2 separate regions of the Ovis aries genome follow, and region 1 is linked to region 2. The links are chromatin contacts, called in public Hi-C maps. All regions are on one chromosome and are shown on one strand. The core of a region is the stretch at or near the end of the contact, and the rest is flanking DNA. Distances in the headings are between cores, read along the strand shown. Region 1 has its middle 120 kb from the start of TRNAF-GAA. Region 2 overlaps PFKFB3 (6-phosphofructo-2-kinase/fructose-2,6-biphosphatase 3).

The links. A called contact is a pair of places that touch in the nucleus more often than the background predicts.
Region 1: a contact with region 2 is called in a Hi-C map of mixed tissues, with 4 times the contacts expected there. The contact joins two enhancer-like sites. A contact is called at or near these places in 7 of 16 Hi-C or Micro-C datasets (blood, hypothalamus, liver and 2 more).

Annotation. Positions count from the first base shown.
Region 1 is chr13:11,153,138-11,157,298 of ARS-UI_Ramb_v3.0, forward strand. No RefSeq gene overlaps it. Among named protein-coding and RNA genes, the nearest start is that of TRNAF-GAA, 120 kb to the right of the region's middle. Within about 2 kb of position 1,509, at least 15 of the 54 cell types and tissues checked have an H3K27ac peak or open chromatin away from gene starts, as enhancers often do.
Region 2 is chr13:10,977,518-10,981,734 of ARS-UI_Ramb_v3.0, forward strand. All of the region lies in intron 1 of PFKFB3 (6-phosphofructo-2-kinase/fructose-2,6-biphosphatase 3), which reads left to right. Among named protein-coding and RNA genes, the nearest start is that of PFKFB3, 49 kb to the left of the region's middle. Within about 2 kb of position 2,329, at least 4 of the 54 cell types and tissues checked have an H3K27ac peak or open chromatin away from gene starts, as enhancers often do.

The DNA of each region.
Region 1 (4,161 bases), core at 259-2,758, 170 kb after region 2:
TTGTTTGGCTGTTCTGGGTCATAGTTGCAGCATGTGGGATCTAGTTCTCTGACCAGGGGTCAAACCCCAGGCCCCCTGCATTGGGAGGGAGGAGTCTTAGCCATTGGACCACGAGGGAAGTCTCCCTAAAAGTTATTTTTTAAACAACCTTTATTGAACTATAATTCATATAATCACACCATGTACTCTTCTAAATTGCAAAATTCAAACTTGGGGGTGTATTGACAGAGTTGCACAACCATCACCGTAATATAATTTTAGGGCATTTTCATAACCCTGGAAAGAATCTCTCAATCTACTTGCTGTCACCCACCCCCTGCCATCCCCCTAATTCCTAGCCTTAGGCCAGTATGTTTTTGGTGTTTAAGAAATCATTACCTAACTCAGGGTCATGAAGATTTACTCTCATATTTCTTTCTAAATTTTCTAGTTTAATTTCTTTCATTCAGATCCTTGATCCATTTTTAGTTAATTTTTGTGTATGGTGTGAGGTAGGGAGTTCTGATTAATTCTTTTCCATGTTGGGATATCCAGTGGTTCCCAACGCCAGTTATTAAAAAGCTCTGTTCTTTCTTCATTGAATTACGTTGACTCCTTTGTTGAAAATGAGTGGCCAGTGATGAAAGGCTTGTGTCTGAATTCTCCATTCTGCTTTATTGATCTCTGTATCTAACTGGATGCTAGTACCACACAGATTTATGATTGTAGCTATGTAGTCAGTTTTGAGATAAGGGAATATGACTCCTCTAGCTTAGTAATTCTTCGAAAAATGAGGCCTGTTTTTAAAGAAAGGGTTGTATGTCTTATAGTTTGTGAATTCATAGATACTTTTAGAGTCTGAAGGGTTTGAAGATATCAGTTGATGTTCTTTAGTAGAGGTCCACAGCCAACAGTAAGGATGTGGTGAGTCGGCTTTTGTCTGGTCTTGAAGACCTTCTTGAAGAACCTTATTTCAGAAGTTGACTTGTTCCACAGACATCTACCTGGCATCTCCCACACATCATGGCATGTGCTAGAAGCTGGGGAGAGAAAAATAAATGGAATGGGGCTCAGTCCCTGAATTCAGTGTGCTCACAGTCTGGCAAAGAAGTGGCCAGACTATCATTGCTGCCTTTCTGAAGACTGTCAGCTTAAACTCCTTCACTTTGTAGGTATGAAGAAAAAGCCTAGAGGAAGAGATTTGCATGAAAGCTATGGTGTCCACAAAAGTAAATAACTGTGAACACAGTGCGTTGCACATAGGCCCTCAAAACATTTGCTCTGATTTGCTTACTAGATGGTGTGAAGCCTGGTGGGGGGTGGGCACAGCTCACCATGGAAGGCTGAGAAAGTGCTCAAGCTCCTTCTGGGGGTGACACTCACTTTTAAAGATTCCTTTGTGCTCACTGCCTGGCCTCGGTCGGGCTATTGACAGTACTCTTGGCAGCTAGCTTTGCCCTGGAGCCTGTTCTTACCCTTTCTTTCTTTCTTGGCCCAGGGCATCTGGAGACAGGTTGAATAAGCACCCTGGAGTTCTGCCAGAGTCACAAGATGAGGAAGGGCAAGGACTCAACAGGAGACAGAGAGCAGGGTGGGGAGGTGTGGGGCATGCAGAGGAAGTTGAGCATCATGTGGTTTCCATGGCTCAGCCCTACTCAGAGGCCAGAATTCATTTAAGCAGTTGAGAGGTCCAAAAGCCTAGCCCTTATCCTCGGGGTTATGTGTTTCCTCCTATCTGGTGGGTTTATCTGGCCATTCCTCTAAACCTACAAACAGAGAGCTCTTGAGGCAGAGCCTTCATTCCTACAGGGCAAGCAGGCAATTATAGGGGCCCCAAGTGCAGTGTGAACTCAGCTGAGACCCAGAGCAAGTCATCAGTGGTGGCCAGTGTCTGGTGTAGATGGAGGCTACTGAGTTGATGTCCAGAAAGGGTGGCTAGATTTTGTGTGCTCCCCGCTGCTGCTTACAGAGGAAATGAATTTGAATGTAGTACAAGGTTCGGGGCACATCAGAACTGAAAGAGAAAACAGAGACAAAGTTAAAAGCAACAACTGGAGACAGACCACCTTAGGCGGAATTGCAGCCACGGGTATGGTATTTCTGTGCCCAAATGTCTTCATTCAACACTCCCCAAATCTCTTTCTTTTATCCACAGCACTGTCCCCTCTTGGTGTGCATGTAATATATTTATTGATTACATTTATTGGTTACTCTCACCCTCAAAGGGCAGGGGACTTCCCCAGTGGCTCAGTGGAAAAGAATCCAGCTGCAATGCAGGAGCCACAGGAGACATGAGTTCGATCCCTGGGTCTGGAAGATCCCCTGGAGAAGGAAATAGCAACCCACTCCAGTATTCTTGCCTGGGAAAATTCCACGGGCAGAGGAGCCTTGAGGGCTATAGTCCATAGGGTTGCAAAGAGTCAGACACGACTGGAGTGATTGAACACACATAAAGGACACATCATTGTTTTTGTGGGTGTTGTCTTTTGACGTAGTCTCAGACTCTAGAAGACTTGGGGTGTGTAGAAGCTACTCATTAAGCATTTGCTGGATATGATTGATCATTGTACCAACCTCAACTGGATTACTATGAAATTAAGGGAATTCATACTGTATTATGTTCAGGGCAGTGCCCACCTCATAGTAAGTGTCAGGTAAGTGGAGTGACCGTGTGTCCCATGTCCCCTTGGCCCAGGACAGACCTGCCTTAGTTCTGTTTCCTGGAGTGGTCACTAATAGTGCTCCCTTTCATAAGAAGAAGAAGAAGAAGAAGAAAAGACCTAGATGTTAAATTGTATAGTTTACCTGCATATAAGTGTATTTACTTTTTCAAAAAAGAAATTAAAATTATGTACTGTTTACCAGGTGCCATGTTAGATGCTAAGAGGAATAGCCCTAGTTCCTTCCCTTCTATTATAGAACTTACGGTCTGCGGACTCTCACTGGGGCCCTTTAAGAACAGGATTAAGTAGACAACTCACGGCTGGAGCACATGGGTCATAGTAATAATTGGATCTATATCCAGGTAGTTCTTTGTTGTTTTATGAATGAAGTTTTCCTTTTATCAGTTTTAACAGGAAAAAACCAAGGCAGAAACAATGTCTCTTACCCTTTTGATGAAAAATTGGATTTCTAAGAAGACAAATAACTCAGTGAGGGTTGCGTAACTAGAGAGAGCTGGCCCCAAACTCTGGGTCCTACACGTTCTCTCCTGCCACTACACAGCAGCCGCTGAGGGGGTCGACCAGATGACCTGACAGCCCTTTCGTGATACAGATGCAGCAATTCTGATTGCCCTGTGGTATGCAGCTTTTTTGTTACTGATTCTTTAAAAATGTATAGATTATACTTCAGTCCCTGGGTCGGAAAGATCCCCTGGACAAGGAAATGGCTACCCACTCCAGTATTCTTGACTGGAAAATTCCATAGACAGGAGCCTGGTGGGCTACAGTCAATGGGGTTGCAAAGAGTTGGACATGACTGAGCAATTAACACACACACATGTGCTGACTAAAGGTGGGGTTCATGTTTCAAATTAAGGGGAAGGCAGAACTGAACTTTCTGACTTCTAATCTTGCCTGGCCTGTGAAATAAATCCATCCCCTGATTAAGTCTGACAGCACTGTGTGTGTTTCTTGTTTCTCTGCCTCCCTCTAGAGACTCAAGTCCAGAATTACGATCTATATTATGCTTTAAACCAGTGTCATCATATTCTAAATGTATTATATTCTCTATACCAGTGTCAGTGGTAAGGGCTTCCCTGGTGGCTCAGTGATAAAGAACCCACCTGCCAATGCAGGAGATGTGGGTTTGATCCCTGGGTTGGGAAGATCCCCTGGAGGAGGAAACGGTAACCCACTCTAGTATTCTTGCCTGGAGAATCCCATGGACAGAGGAGTCTGGTGGGCTACAGTCCATGGACTTGCAAAGGGTCAGACACGACTTGGTGACTAAATTAGTAGTATGTATTGTATATTGTACATATATAAATGAAACAGTACACACACACACACACACACACACACGCTTTTTGCAGTAGGAAGTTACTGCAAGAACACAGAAACTGCAACAACCACCAAAAAAGCCAAGTCTTATCTCCTTCCTTCCTTTTCTCATACATCCCTGATAAAGCGGAACACTGTAGTATACAACCACCAAGGGCACAAAGATAATAGCCCGGCT
Region 2 (4,217 bases), core at 1,079-3,578:
CCTGATGGTCCACAAAGTGCCCCTTGGCTGCCCCCCACGCCCCAGTCTCTACCCACCTGGCTGTCTGTTGCACCCACCTGCCTTCTCCCCGAATCTGGATCCCAGCCCAGCGCCTTCCTCTTTGTGCCTCCACTTGGGTGTTTCTTACTCCACAAACCTGGGAGGGCGACTGAAGATGCGGGATACAACACGGAACATGGACCATCCGCCAGCTTGTTACAGCACAATGCGCTGAAGCGACGGTGTCTGCACTCGATGAGGTTCACTGGGATCCAGCGCTGCCCTTAGCTCCTTCTGGTTCTTCTCACGACTGGAAAACCTTCAGCCACAGCTATTGCTCCTGCGGGCCCGCACTGTCCTGGAGCCACAGTGATGCCATGCTTTTGACAGTCTGGCCACAAAGATACCTTATCAACCACAGAAATGTGGAGCTCATCAGAGAGTTCGAATAGTTTTTAAGAAGTAGGATATTTCTTTTCCTCTTTGCTTTTATTAGGACATCTTAAAACCTTTGAGAAGTACACAAAGAGCTCAAAGCCTCCCTCCTGCACCTCTTTAAAAGAAGTTTTTAATGCTGACTCACTTTGATTTCATGAAATAGTTATTTCTTTTTAATCTGCTGTGGTGGCAACTATTAGCCTTTTAAGAAGAGGACACTGTTAGGTGTGAGTGCTGGGACTCTGTTGGGGTGGCGGGGGCAGGGGGTGACTCTCTCTTCATATCCTAAGAAGCACTTTACAGTGTAGGCTTAGTTATTAATCTTTGTAATAGTTTCTGAAGACACTTCTTATTTCCTCGTTATATCCAAATAGTAGGTAATGTAGATACTGTCATAGAAACCACTTGGATCCAAAGTTTTGTTGTTGGCATTGTTATTGAGAAGGAAACTGAATGTTCTAGTTGGAAAGTGATTTAATTGGGTGACACTTGAAAGAATACCAGCCTAGTCAGGTATTTTTTTATTCCTTGGCTCATTATTAATAGCTGTGTGATCACAAGGAAGTCATATTGGTGAGCCTCGGTTTCATTAACTCTAAGGGGAAAAGGTAGGAGAGTGTGTGTGTCTGTGTGTTTCTGTGTGTCCGTCCATGTGTGTGTGTGTGTTGGGGACACTATGAAATTCAAAAATGAATCCGTATTTCTGACAAGGACCATGCCTCATTTGACTTTGGCGCCCCCAGGACAGCTGCTGTCAGTAAATGTTTGTTTCATGTGGGAAGAAACAGAGATATTGACTTTCTTCAGTGTGTGACCTTGGACTTTGGGGAGAAACGCTGTAGGACAAAGAGATGGATACGAAATTCCCAGCCCATCTGCGAGAAACGCTGTAGGACAATGAGATGGATACGAAATTCCCAGCCCATCTGCCCCAAGTCCATGCAAACTCTCCGTATTCTCCCAACGTGAGGTTGTTACCCTGAGCCTGCATTCAGCATGATCTTACCTTACCCAGCACCTGTCTCTCAGTTCCCTGCTTGTATTCTATTTCGTGGCCATGTCCCACTCTGGTCTTCAGCTACAAGCTCTTGGGCATGGGAGATCTTTCTTTGTCATGCTCGGCGTGAGACAGAGCACGCAGCACTGTGATGAGCTAGGTGATCACCTGCTGCTGCTTCCTGGCTAGACCCGAGATGAGATGGTTGTGATTCCAGTGCAGCCTGTTCTGTGCATGACTCGCAGCTCCTGCTCCTGAGCATCTGTTAAATGTACCAGAAGATGGACAGTGAGCTGCTTGCTGGTCTCTGTGTCTGCTTTCCCCTCCAGGAAAAACAGGTTTGGCACGGTCGTCGGGAGCCCTCAGCCGACCTCTACATGGGTCTCCTCTTTATTTCATGTCTTGCCTGCAAAGACCGCAAACCTGCTGATACTCTCCCGAAGATCTACACAAAGCCCATAAACAGAATCATCGCCCCCACCTCCACCAAAGTAAAACAGTTTGAGCTTGATTCCTCTTTTCCGCAGGTGTGGGATTCGGAAGCAAAGGTGTTAGGAACACATGCAAATCCCCAGGTTCCTGGCTCCCTTTCTGCCAGTTCCCGTCTCCCTTCATGTCTGTACTGCCTAGAATCCCATGAACAGAGGAGCCTGGCAGATTACAGTCCAGGGGGTCGCAGAGAGTCAGACTCAACTGAAGCTACCTAGCACACACTGTCTATGCTTTTGTCTATTTTTTTCTCCAGAATTTGAGCAAACTGAGTGATCACCAATTTAAAATCTGGGGTGTTTTTAAACAACTTTTTTTCTTTTGAAATTGAAAAGTTACAAAATAGCACATAGAGTCCTATGAACCCTTCACCCAGCTTCCTCTTATGGGGACATCTCCTATGACGGCAGAAAAATATCAAAACCGGGAAACTGATTGCTGGTACCAGACTGTGAAACAGACCACAGAATATCTGATTTTTAAAAACACACACAAAGGAATGCTTTAAAAACTTTTTTTAATTGGAGGATAATTGCTTTACAATATTGTGCTGGTTTCTGCCACACATCAACATGAATCAGCCACAGGTATACAAATGTCCCCTCCCTCTGGAACCTCCCTCCCATCTCCCACCCCATCCCACCCCTCTAGGTGGTTGCAGGGCCCTAGGCTGAGCTCTCCGAGTCACTGGCTATCTATTTTACATGTGGTAATGTATCTGTTTCCAAGCTGCTCTCTTAGTTTGTCCCCCTCCTCCCCCTACAAGTCTGTTCGCCATGTCTGCATCTCCATTGCTGCCCTGCAAACAGGTTCATCAGTACCATCTCTCCAGATTCCATACACACACATAACATCTGTCTCGATATTGGGTGAAGAGGTTGGCAGGGAGTGGCAGATACTCTCAGAGCAGGAGCCTGATGCAATGCCTGCTTGAAACACCCAGGGCAGTTTTAAGAGTATGGTCCCTAGGTCACGGGTGTGCCTTCAGAAGAGGAAAGGCCTGCAGAAAGTGGAGGAACAAGGGCTGGGCAGAAGGAAAGGAAACTTGCTGGTTCAGTGGGACTTCAGTCGCGACTGTTCACCAAGAGCCAGGCTGTGGCCACATTTAAGTGTCCTGGTACCTCATAATGAGATGAGTAAGTCCCCTCATTTGGAGAAACATCTATACGACATTTGTAGAAAAATAAATGATTTTAAAAAACTGGACTTTATTTTCAGAGCAGTTTGAGATTCACGGCAAAATTGAGAGGAAGGTACAGACTTTTCCCAGGTGCCCCCCACCCCCACCCATGCCGTGCCCGCTGTTATCAGCATCATTCACCAGGTGGCACGTGGTTACTGAGGCTGAACCCACACAGACACATCTACTGCTGCCGTTGTGTGCTGTCGTGTCCGACTCTTTGCGACCCCATGGACTGTAGCCTGCTAGGCTTCTCTGTTCATGGGATTTTCCAGGCAGGAACAGTGGACTGGGTTGCCATGTCCTCCTCCAGGGGATCTTCCCAACCCAGGGATCGAACCCTCATCTCCTGTGTCTCCTGCAGTGGCAGGCGTTATCGTCACTCAAAGTCCACCGTTTACCATGGGTTCACTCTTGGTGTTGTATATTAAGTGAATTTGGACAGATATATAAAGACACATATCCATCACTGTAATATACAGAGCAGTGTAAATGCCCTAAAAATCCCTTGTACTTTACCCCTTTATCACTCTTTCTTCCCTCACCCCTGGCAACCATTCATCTTTTTACTGTACTTGTACCTTTTCCAGAATATCATGGAGTTGGAATCATGGTCTGGAGCCTTTTCTGATCGACTTCTTTCGCTTAGGAATATGTACTTACCATTCCTGCATGTCTTTGTCATGACTTGACAGCTCGTTTCTTTCTGGCAGTAAATAATATCCCATTGTCTGGAGGCATCACGGTGTATTTACCCTTTCACCTGCTGATGGACATGTTGGCTGCTTCCACCTTTGGGCAATGCTGAATGAAGCTGCTATAAACCTCCATGTGCAGGTTTTGAACTGGGTTTTCAACTCGGTGTTGCATCGTGTGGGTCTCTGTCTGTATCTGTGTTCCTATTCGTGTATGAGTGACATTTTATGTATATATATTTTAAGTCCTCTCCCCTTTCTTTGGATGGTTGGTGAGGTAAGGGCTGATTTCAGTCTTTTAGTTGGTGTCTGTCTTCACTCTCTCAGACACTGTATTGTTCGCGGGAGCAAATGACAACACTTTGTGTCTAATTAGCAATATCTGATTGCTCACCACCTGCCAGGGCTTGTTCTGTCT